Regions from separate parts of the Sus scrofa genome. Here regions 1 and 2 are each linked to region 3. Evidence: chromatin contacts called from public Hi-C and HiChIP or PLAC-seq data. All regions are on one chromosome and are shown on one strand. The core of a region is the stretch at or near the end of the contact, and the rest is flanking DNA. Distances in the headings are between cores, read along the strand shown. Region 1 has its middle 15 kb from the start of ELF2. Region 2 holds the start of NAA15 (N-alpha-acetyltransferase 15, NatA auxiliary subunit). Region 3 holds the start of NOCT (nocturnin).

The links. Hi-C and Micro-C count contacts between places; a contact is called where the count stands out from the background. HiChIP or PLAC-seq counts read pairs in DNA pulled down with a chosen protein or histone mark.
Region 1: a contact with region 3 is called in a Hi-C map of mesenteric adipose tissue, with 2.1 times the contacts expected there. The contact joins the enhancer-like site here to the promoter of NOCT in region 3. A contact is called at or near these places in 1 of 5 promoter capture datasets (liver), 21 of 47 Hi-C or Micro-C datasets (adipose tissue, alveolar macrophages, blood and 12 more) and 1 of 2 datasets of contacts at active chromatin or transcription factors (skeletal muscle).
Region 2: an H3K27ac HiChIP or PLAC-seq map of alveolar macrophages shows a contact between it and region 3. The contact joins the promoter of NAA15 here to the promoter of NOCT in region 3. A contact is called at or near these places in 2 of 5 promoter capture datasets (fetal skeletal muscle and liver), 15 of 47 Hi-C or Micro-C datasets (alveolar macrophages, blood, embryonic fibroblasts and 9 more) and 2 of 2 datasets of contacts at active chromatin or transcription factors (alveolar macrophages and skeletal muscle).

Annotation. Positions count from the first base shown.
Region 1 is chr8:87,757,389-87,761,202 of Sscrofa11.1, reverse strand. No RefSeq gene overlaps it. Among named protein-coding and RNA genes, the nearest start is that of ELF2, 15 kb to the left of the region's middle. Within about 2 kb of position 1,797, at least 32 of the 83 cell types and tissues checked have an H3K27ac peak or open chromatin away from gene starts, as enhancers often do. A contact at or near this core is called in adipose tissue, alveolar macrophages, liver and 4 more, where this site is marked.
Region 2 is chr8:87,688,870-87,692,779 of Sscrofa11.1, reverse strand. NAA15 (N-alpha-acetyltransferase 15, NatA auxiliary subunit) reads left to right here and starts at 1,467. Exons shown (of 20, transcript XM_003129186.6): 1 at 1,467-1,867. The coding sequence starts at 1,814.
Region 3 is chr8:87,907,293-87,910,829 of Sscrofa11.1, reverse strand. NOCT (nocturnin) reads left to right here and starts at 1,599. Exons shown (of 3, transcript XM_003129187.4): 1 at 1,599-1,977. The coding sequence starts at 1,788.

The sequences.
Region 1 (3,814 bases), core at 548-3,047, 150 kb after region 3:
TATTTCTCATGATCCCAAGACTGATGATTCTCAGAAATAGGATTCTCATGGTTAAGAGATAAATCTGCTTCCTCTTGAAATTGTGGTTTTTACCAAAATATAAAACTTTAAAGTTGCTAAAATGAAAGTGAAGCAGTACATACTATATTCATTACTTTCATGGCATAGAGCTCTCTCCGGAGAGTTTGGGATCTAGATTTCCATACTCAGATTTGCTAGCTGAATTGGTGACTCATGAGAAGTCACATTTCTCTCTAAGCCTTGTTTTTTTTTTTTCTCGTCTATGCAATGAAAACAGTAATATCTACTTTATCTTCCCCAAGGTTCGTTGTTATGAGGATCAAATGAGATAATATGTAAAATGGTTTTAGACTGTAAAGCAAAATGTGTTACTAACAAATATAAAATTAAACAATCCCTTTTGGATTTGAAAATGAAACCATTTGGAAACCGAAATTGATATTTGGCACAGTAAAAGGTTCTGTTTGTTATAAAAAAGTTTAGCAGCAATGTAACCACTATAATTGACCCCAAAGGCTTAGAGACACCTTACAAACCATCATGATTCAGATGTGTAAGGAGAAAAGTTTCAGCTGTAGTGAAATCAAATGGTCCCTGAAGCTGAATGGCCTATGTAAGATTTTTTTAAAATAAAGTTTAGGGATCCCATCGTGGCGCAGCGGAAACGAATCCAACTAGGAACCATGAGGTTTCGAGTTTGATCCCTGGCCTCACTCAGTGGGTTAAGGCTCTGGTGTTGCTGTGAGCTGTGGTGTAGGTCTCAGTTGAGGCTCGGATCTGATGTTGCAGTGGCTGTGATGGAGGCCAGCAGCCGAAGCTCTGATTGGACCCCTAGCCTGGGAACCTCCATACACCACAGGTTTGGCCCTAAAAAAAGCAAAAAAATAAAATAAAAATAAAGTTTAAATTGCAGTGATAAATACATAACACAAAATTTAGTGCAATAACTACTTTTAAATGTACGGTTCGGTAGTGTTAAGTATATTCTCATTGTTGTATATAGAGCTCCAAAACTTTTCAGGTAGCAAAACTGAAAGCCTGTACCCAGTCAACAACTTCTATTTCCCCCTCCCTCTCCTAGCCACTGACGACCACCACTCTACTTTCTGTTTTTGTGCATTTGATTGCTTTATGTCTCTCTTGTGACTGGCTCATCTCACTTGGCATAATGTCCTCATGGTTCATCCATGTTGTAGCACGTGACAAGATTTCCTTCCTTTCTAAAGCTGGCTAATATTCTGCTCTCTGTATGTGCCACATTTAGTTTGTCCTTTTACCAGTTGATAGACATTAGGTTTGCTTCCACCTGTTCCAAATAAGATTTTTGTTATAATAATAATGTGCTCCAATTTAGGTAGCTTGTTTCAGATTAAAGGAACAGGAGTTCCCATTATGGCTCAAGGGTAACAAACCCAACTAGTATCCATGAGGATGCACGTTTGATCCCTGGCCTTACACAGTGGGTTAAGGATCTGCTGAGAGCTGTGATGTAGGTCAAAGACGTGGCTTGGATCCCAAGTTGCTGTGGCTGTGGCGTAGGCAGGCAGCTACTGCTCTGATTGGACCCCTAGCCTGGGAACCTCCATATGCCATGGATGTGGCCCTAAAAAGAGAAAAAAAAAAAAAAAAAGGATCACACACAGGGATTACATTCAATGAGAGGAAGTGTTGCAAGTATATGTGGGAACTTGGGGTGACAAGAAAGGAAGGTAGCTCTGGAAGTTGACTCATCCAGCTGCTCCTACTTCAGGAGATTGCGTAAAAGGAACTACAGGAACCAGGACTTTTACTCACAGCAGTGATCTTAGCTAAAATGACTCATGTTCTTTTTGGTGTATCTAGCATTTATAATTCCCCAAAGAGATATTTTGTTTTGAGTCAGTTTGTCAGCTCTTATTGTGGCATACTATTCTGGGCAGATGCAGCCGGCCGACCCCATGCCTTAAGTCTCCGGCTTCAGCTCCTGGGGCAGTCCTCTGTGAGGAGAAGCGCAGGCTTTGTTTCACCTGAAGTGCTATGTAGGCAAAATAGCTCAGATAGGAAGCAAGCATTTAGTCTCTTACTTTAGGATAGCGCTCTCTGGAGGTCGCCAGGATGTAGGAAAAAAGAGAGTCAAACAATGATGTACTGAAGTTCATACATTTGGTAGTGTCGGAGCCAAGACTGCAATACCTCCTTTCTAACCTCTGCCTGCCTCTGGCACTACAGTGTTTATAAGGCTTAGAAACTCAGAAAAAATAGCCCATTCCTTTTAGTTTTTTCAGACTGACATTTGGACCCATTGCTTTAAATGTACCTGAAAAGGTGTTTAAAGGTTGAAGACAATGCATTGAGCATGTATTTTGAAATTGGAACATACTGTTTAAGAATAAATTTGTCTTTGTAGACACAGTTGCACAACATTGTGAATGTACTTAATGCCACTGACTTGTACCCCTATAATGGTTAAAATGGTAATATTTTAGCATAATAAAAAAATAAAATAAATGTACCCTTGATTTCCCAAGTTTTCAGACACCCACTAGGTGTACTGACACTGAAAGACACCCAATATAATTATTGAGTGAATCATTATATTATTCCATACTATGGATAGGACAAATCACTTATGTATAAGAATACTAAAATGGGGGGATTTCCTGGTGACCTAGCAGTTAAGGATCCAGCATTGTTGTCACTTCTGTGGCTCTGGTTCAATCCCTGACCCAGGAACTTGTGCATGCTGCAGGCATGGCCAAAAACAACAACAACAACAAAAAAGAATACTGAAATGGAGAGTAGAAAGGAGCCTGCAGGGTTTTTAAACCACACACTTCTGCATTATTTTACCTGTTTACAGGGAACATGTATATTGCTTTAAATATCCTTTTTTTAGGAGTTCCCGTTGTGGCTCAGTGGAAACGAACCTGACTAGTATCCATGAGGATGAGGGTTCACCCCTGGTCTTGCTAAGTGTGTTGAGGATCCAGCATTGCTGTGAGCTGTGGTGTAGGCCACAGATGAGACGCGGATCTGGTATTGCTGTGGCTGTGGTGCCAACTATAGCTCCAATTCAACCCCTACCCTGGGAACTTCCATATGCTGCAGGTGTGGCCCTAAAAAGCAAAGAAAAAAAATCCTTGTTGAAAATTACTTAAGTTCTGGACTTCCCATTGTGGGGCAATGGAAATGAATCTGACTAGGAACCATGGGGTTTTGGGTTCAGTCCCTGGCCTTGATCAGTGAGTTAAGGATCTGGCATTCCTGTGGGCTGTGGTGTGGGTCGCAGACGCAGCTCAGATCTGGTGTTGCTGTGGCTGTGGTGTAGGCTGGCGGCTACAATTGGACCCCTAGCCTGGGAACCTCCATATGCCTCGGGTTAAGCCCTAAAAGGACAAAAGACAAAAAAAAATAAATTAAATTAAATTAATTAATTTCTTTTGGCATCATCCTCGACATGCAGAAGTTCCTGAGCCAGGGATTGAACTCACGCCACAGCAGTGACAATGCCAGATCCCTAAACCACTGAGCACCAGCGAATTCTTTAAAAATCATTTTTAAAGAAGGAAAAAAACAAATATATCAGAAATAAGACTGACAGTCAGGAGTGGGAGAGAGTCTGAAGCTGAAGGTCTTGGGCTGCCTGACTGGCTATTGTTGAGCACTCTGAGATGTGTTTCTTTATTATGAGCACAGATTGAGTCCCCTGGGTTCAAAGCCATGCTCTAAAAATTACCTGGACCTCCTAGTCTAATTTCCCACTTGGATATACAACTTTCTACATCTCCTTTATCTCAACCCTACTCAGCAGCTT
Region 2 (3,910 bases), core at 218-2,717, 220 kb after region 3:
ATAATATTGCTACAGGGGCTTTTGGGTATAAAGCTAGAGATTTGGAAACCCCAGTTGGTAGCTAAGTTAAAATTATTATCTTAAGTTAGACGGTATTTCTATATTTTAATAGTTCAGATAATTGAAAGATCTGTTGAGGTGCAGTGAAGTTTGAAGGTTATCACTAAATAACCGTTTTTATGGATTCTAAATTTGTTTTGGGTCTTATTATTTTTTTAGAAAGCTAAAGTTTAAAAAAACCCTGAAAACCATACTTCAAAACTCAGAGGCAGTTGTTTCATGAAACTTTTAAAGAGATCAGAGAATTTGAGGAAATTCCAGATTTGACTGCTAAAGCCTTACTTATGACCCAGGCAAAAGGAGAGGGTACTCAAAAATCCAAGCAATAGTCTCAGATTTTTCCATGGGTAAATGTGTTGCTCAACTCACACCTTCCACGGAGGATTAAAGAGCAAGCTGAGGAGGGTAAAGTATTTGTGTAAATATGATTAAAAGATCAAAACTATTGTGTATATTATTTAATGATGCATGACACAAAGAATGCTACGGCTGATAGAATTCATGATCTGGAAAGAGATAATCGCAAACAACCAAGGGTAAAAAATAGCTCATATGTGATGATTTGCAGTCATTAATAGACTGCCATTTTTAAAATAGTTTTACCTTGATTGTGAGTGAAATTGTAAGAGGCTCTATTCGGTATCTAGTCTGACCTTGCTTACTGCAGCAGTTCTCTATTATCTTTGCCAGATACTCTTCAGCTTCCTAAGATTTCAGGATTTCTAATGAAGGGGAGTCACAATGCTAAGCACTAGCTTGATACCAGCTCTAAGGGCGTCAGTGACCTTGAATGCTTCACTATCCCAAGGTGACTCATACAGTCCTCAACACTGCATTGCATGAACTCAATGATAAAATAAAAACACACACTCTAACCTTCAAATGTTTCTTTAGCAGTGCAAATATGGCACTTCAGGGTCTGGCTATCTTTCAGGGTCCTCTTAAAGTAGTAAAAGTAAATCACCGATACCCAGCCAGGCCCATTTAATTGGTTAACTCTTTCACGCTTTTCAGACTCCATTAAGCTCCATCTTCTCTATATCTATTTACAAATACCCACTGGGGTGAAGCCTTCATTTCTCCTTCGCCTCTGGTACCTAATTGGCACTTCATCCGGAAACACGGCGCTTCTTGGACACCGACATTTTAGCACTTTAGGCTCAAACTATGATTATACGCACAGGGAGCCTCTACGCAATGAATGAAAGGCCAATTTAGCAAGGAGGAGTAGAAAGGCTATTTTTGATGAGGAGGCGATGGGAACAGCAGCTGGCTACTCTCCCCTCGCTTCCCCCGCGCCTCCTACGCTGGGACCTGAAAGGGTGGGCGGGGCTTGCCGCTACCCTCCCGGCCCCGGCCAGCCGCCAGCTCCAGGTTTCCCAGCAAGCTTCAGGACCAAGGGGTGGGGAAAGGAGGTCATCGCGCCTGCGTACTAGGAGGTGTGACCCGGGTGGGAAAGCCCTCCGCGTCCGCCATTTTGGCTGCCTCTGTCGGTCTGTTCAGTTACCACGTGAACCGCCGACGGAGACCCGTAAGGGGGGGGGGAAAGCGGTGGTAGCGTTAAGTGAGAAAGGAAAAAAGACTACGAGGGGAAGGGGTGTCGAGGTTGGGCGACGCGGTGACCCGAGGCCTGGTGGCGGCGGTGGATCGGGGCAGTCAAGGCTGAAGCAGCCAGGGAACGACGGCGGCGGCGGTCGGACAAGCAGACTGACCGAGCCGGGCGGTGGCGGGAGCAGCGGGAGGAGCCGGAACGATGCCGGCCGTGAGCCTCCCGCCCAAGGAGAACGCGCTCTTCAAGCGGATCTTGGTAAGTGTGAGGCTCTGGGCAAGCAGTGTGGAGGATTTAGCCGGTACACGGGCCTGTCACCTCTAACCTCGGCCCGCCGGGCACCAGGCCACCCCCGCCCGGGACCCCGCCTTCGTACTCCTAGTCAGGCCGAATGCACTCCTTCGTTCCCTTCTTTTGGTTCCCACTTGGGCTCGCGCGCCAGGGACCACAGTCTTCCTCCTTTCGTCCTCACGTTTCGGAGGCCGTGGTTCCGGAGTAGGCCTCGTTCTCCTAATTTCTAGACTGCCGGTTTTCATTCTCCCCGAACGGAGAGAGGAGAGGCCTGGTCTTTAGCAGGGAAGTGGGCAGCACAGGCAGGAGTGGTGGCTCGGGTGGTGCGGGAACCATGCTGGCAGGCCGAAGTGGCACCCTTGGAAGGAACAGGTGGTGCGGATGCAGCGCAGCTCATTCATTGCCCAAGCGCGACTCTCCCTCCATCGTCCGTCCCTCCCTCTTCCTTTCCTCTTGGGATTCACCTGTCCCCGCCCGACTTGGAGACACAGAACGGCCTGGAAGGAGGGAAGGAAAAAAGGAGTTAAGAAGAGGAAAAGGAGCTTTCTAAATGACTATCTTCTTGTAGTCAGTAGCTTGCTTGAGTCTGCAGCTTCTCGGCCTCTCTCATTCCCTCTTTTCTGAAGTAGGGAAGAGACATTTATTTCTTAGTTTCCGAGCGGGAAACAGCCCCACCCCATCACCCTCCTAGGGAGGTGGGGCGCGTTGCGAGGGGGCGGTCCAGTAGGAAGTGAAAAGTTAAGAGCTTTTAGTTGAGAAGTTCTAGACCCAGGTTTTCTTGTGGATTGAACTGTATTAACACTGATGCAAGAAATAGGCAGCAAAGAGAACTTCTGGAATGGATCTTTCTGATACTAGCTCAGGCTAGATAGTTACTTGCATTTCAAATGTGTGTAGTTTGTATTTATTAAATACCATAAATGCAGCCATGTTTAGAGGACTGTTTACGTTGTAAAATTTATCTTACAACTTTGATGCTATAGTTAATACATTGTAGCACTTTTTTTGTTTGGCATTTACCATGTGGGTTGCCGCTTTCAGGGAAACTGCATTTGCCAAATTTAAGATTTAGGATTTGGAGTGTGTGTGTGAAAGTGTTAGTTTTTTCCTCTGGTAATTTAAATTTATTACATTTGTTTGAAAAGTATAACAACTCTGGGGATCCACGTTTGCTAGACCTAGGAAGGTAGTCCATGTTGAACTAACTTTGATTTTACAAAAATATCCACATGCTTACAGATTTAGTCAATTCGTGTGGAAAACATGAGGAAGTCAATCCAATACCATGTAACTCTTAATTACCTTGAAGTCCTTAATGCGAGTTTTTGGTTTTGAGACTAATGGGAGTATAGGTGGGACTATAGCACAGTTTTATCAGAACAGTTTGTTTACTTTTGAACCTTTTTAAAGAACTAATTGGTGTGTGGGTTTGGCTGTAACATAGTTTTAGGATAGCAGTTTTTTGGGTGTGTTTTTTTTTGGTCTTTTTGCCTTTTCTAGGGCCGCTCCCACTGCACATGGAGGTTCCCAGGCTAGGGGTCGAATCGGAGCTGTAGCCACCGGCCTATGCCAGAGCGACAGCAACGCGGGATCCCAGCCGTGTTTGCAACCTACACCACAGCTCACGGCAACGCCGGATCCTTAACCCACTGAGCAAGACCAGGGACCAAACCCGCAACCTCATGGTTCCTAGTCGGATTCGTTAACCACTGTGCCACGACGGGAACTCCAGCAGTTTTTTGTATTTAATATTCCTTCCCCAATGCTTATTTTGAAAAACTAAAGTTGAAAAGTTGAGACAAGGTACATGAAGCCCTCATGAACCCTTTATGTAAATTTAATATTTAAAATTTTGCCATATTTGCCTTCTCTTTCTTCTCACTCATATATACAAGCATTGAAAATAAGTTGCAGGCCTGATACTTCATCCCTAAATGCTTCAGCAAGCATCTTCTAAGAATAAGGACATTATGTTGTGTAACCACAATACCATTAACAATCATTCCCTAA
Region 3 (3,537 bases), core at 350-2,849:
TTTTGATATATTTGCAAAATGCTTTTTATTGACAAATTTTCTCATTGCCTTTTATTTCACCTAATGACTAAGGTATGATTCTACCTGTTTTTATAGATAAGGAAACAGAAGATTTACTAATTTGCCAAGAAGCCTGTCTCCCAGGAGTTAGGATCAACTTGAGCCAGCTGACGCCTCCACACCCTCTGGGTTCAGATATACAGCCCAGGTCTCAAAAATGTTTTGAATATCCTTGGTAATGAAAAGCTTCCAATTCCACAAGACAGAAGAACCAGCAAAATCATGGGAAATCCAACAAGAAAACATTTCTCATTCATAAGTCATTCAGAGAGGAATCCAGTCTTGGCAACCACCACTCTTCCCTTACTGATTAGTCATTGTTCTCTGCGCAATCTATCTGAGCTGTTTCTTCCATTCATTCTTTTCCAGTACCAGATACAGGTCTAGACTATCTTTCGTATCCATGGGTCTACTCTCTCCTGCCTTTCCATGTCCCCTGAGATACATGACCTCCAATTAAAGTCAGGCTGGGGTTTCCCATGGCCTAGGGGTTTAGCATCCCACAGTTGCCACTGCTGTGGCTCAGTAAGATTCGTGGGGTGGGGGTGGGGTAGAAAGAAAAGAAAGAAAAGAAAAGAAAAGAAAGGAGGGAGGAAAGAAAAAGAAAAGAGAGGGAAAAAGCACGGTCCTAAGATATATCCTTGCTCAGCTCACAATTTCCTACCATATTAGATGTAGTCTCATCTCTGCCTTCCATAGGCAGAGGTTATATAACCTATCCAAGCATCTGTCTTCTTACTCCTTACCTTCCATCCTATAGAACTAAGAACTGTTCCTCCAAATACACTTAGGGCTTTCTCTTTATTCTCTTCCTTCATGTGTAAATCATCACCACTTCCCACCCAATTTCCACAAGTGTAAATCTTAGACCTCAAAGCCCATCTAGAAATCCCAGGCCTGTTTATGACTTCTATCACCAGCCTTGCGGAAACTTGTGACACTGATCTTAATCTGCCTTGTTGAGCTTTAAGGTCTGATTTCTCTTGCTACCTTCGGCCCCCTTTGCCTGAGTATCACATCCTTGAGGAGAGGGATGTTGTCTTAGCACCGCCCTCGCACACACTCCGGGTCCTATCATGCTTAATTTCGTTTAACGCAGTATATCCTCCCGAAAGGGCCGGAGGCATACGCCCTTTGCCGGATTCACATGTACTCTCACACGTACACACAAATGCTACCTTCCACTCGGACACACACGTGTCCCCAGGGCCAGAGCCTTGGAAAGGTCTCGGGACTCCCAGCCTGTGGGCGTTTCTACTACAGCCAGCGGAAGGGGAGATACATTTCTTTAAAATCGCACCAAAGAATCACTTGTTACTTTGGGCCTCCCACGGCCTCCATCCAATAAACACCTTAAGCTCTTCTTCCTGTCGAAGCAATATCACACCGGTTCTGGGAGTCCCACCCTGGTCGCTCTGGGCTCCGGTCCCGCGGATCCCCCTCTGCCGGTCCCGCTTGGTAGCGCCCACTTTGTCAGCTCGCGGCTCTGGCCGGTTATCCTCCAGCTCTCGCCGGCCCGCGGCAGACAGCGGCTCCGCCTCGTAGCAGCTGCTGCCACCTCTCCGTCTCCGGCTCGAGGTCCAGGACTTTCCGCCGAGCCGCGGTTGCGCGAGAAGGAGCCGGGGCATCTCTGCTTGGACTGACCCGAGAGTCGGCTCGGCTCGGCCGGGCCCCGAGGATCTGTGGGCGCGCGAGGAGCCGCGGCGGTTGTGGCAGCGGCGCCCGGCATGTTTCAGAGCCCGCGGCGGCTCTGCTCCGCCCTGCTGCAGAGGGACGCGCCCGGCCTGCGCCGCCCGCCCGGCCCGCCGCCGCGCCGCCGCTCGCCCCCGCCCGCCGCCGGCCCCAGGCCCGCATCCCCCCGGCTCCTGGCGGCGGTCTCTGCGGCCCAGGGCGCCGCGAGGTCGTCGTCCCGAACAGGTGAGTGCACGGTGGTTCCGGGCGGAGAACGCGGCGGCGGCCAACGCGCGGCCGCCACCTGGAGACCGCGCGGAATGAATGAGAAGCCGGGGGCTGCCGGGCGGTGGGGTCCGACGGGGAAGCGTGTCCTCCTCTCGCTGAGCCGCGGTCTCCGCTACTCTTTGCCCCTCTGCCCTCGCCTTCCCTGGCCTGGGGCTTGCACGTCCGGTAAGAGCTGGAACCCGGTGGTAGCTTCCCGTTTATCGTCGCATGCCGCGCTTTCAGTATTTCTCGCTCTTGACCTAGGTTAAGCTTCCCCCTTCCGAGGCCGCAGATGATTTCTGTTGGTTTTACTTCTAATCGTGATGAAACATTTTATGCAAAAGAAAAAACACTCATTGGATCATATGGCCTGTACGACTTAGATGCTCTGAATTTTTTTAAATGTCATGCTAACTATGTTACAAAAGAATCACTTGCGCATTGACTCTTTTTACATTTATTTGAAAATTGTTCGGAGACTTCCACTCTTAATATTTATGTCATTTTGCGTCCTGTATACCTGGGTTAAGATCGTGTAAAGGTGATGCCATCCGTTTTCAGAGAGTCAGTTTTCCGTGTCACGTGCTCTGGACTTCCCCTATTTTGCCACCTTGGTTTCAGCCTGAGGACTCATTAGGGCGGCCACAATTTACATACAGATTACTCATACTTTTAGGAATAAAGCTTCTGTTTCAAACCTGGCAATTTTATCACACCGAAAAAAGTGTAAAGAGATGCACTTGACAGTCACTGAGATCTTCTTTCCCGGTTCTATAGGAATTTGGCACATTGTGAAATTACTGTTAGAATGGATACCACCTAATAACTGCTGGTGTTTTTTTCTTGCTGGGAATCTTCAAGAGGAACATTGTTAGGTTGGAGGTGGGAGAAATTAAAGAAAACCAGTTGGTGTCTCCTGGATCATATCTCATATCTTAACCTCTTACCTTAAATTCTCTCTGAGTCCTTCAGAGGCAGAGTTAGTCAGTAGGTTCATTCTGGGACTACAGATAGTTTGTGTAATACAGACAGATAGCTGTGCTGTTAGCTGGGGAAGAAAGGTCACAACATTTGGGATCTTGGGCTTTTGACGCAGGTGTTTAATGAACTTTCTAGAAGTTCTCTGATATCCCGTGGTATTACAAATAAAGAAATTGAAAGACATTATTGTAGATAATTACTACTATAAGAGCTAGGCAATTTTCTGGATTCATTCAGTTTTCGCTTTAGCAACTTGTTGGAAGGAATTCATGAATGCGATTTATATGCTCATCGCTTGATCACTCAAAAAGTCTTGACAAGGAGTTCCCGTTGTGGCTCAGTGGTTAACGAATCCAACTAGGAACCGTGGGGTTGCGGGTTCGATCCCTGGCCTTGCTCAGTGGGTTAAGGATCCGGCGTTGCCATGAGCTGTGGTGTAGGTTGCAGAGGCAGCTCGGATCCCGTGTTGCTGTGGCTCTGGCGTAGACCGGCAGCTACAGCTCCAATTAGACCCCTAGCCTGGAACCTACATATGCTGGGAGAGCAGCCCTAGAAAAG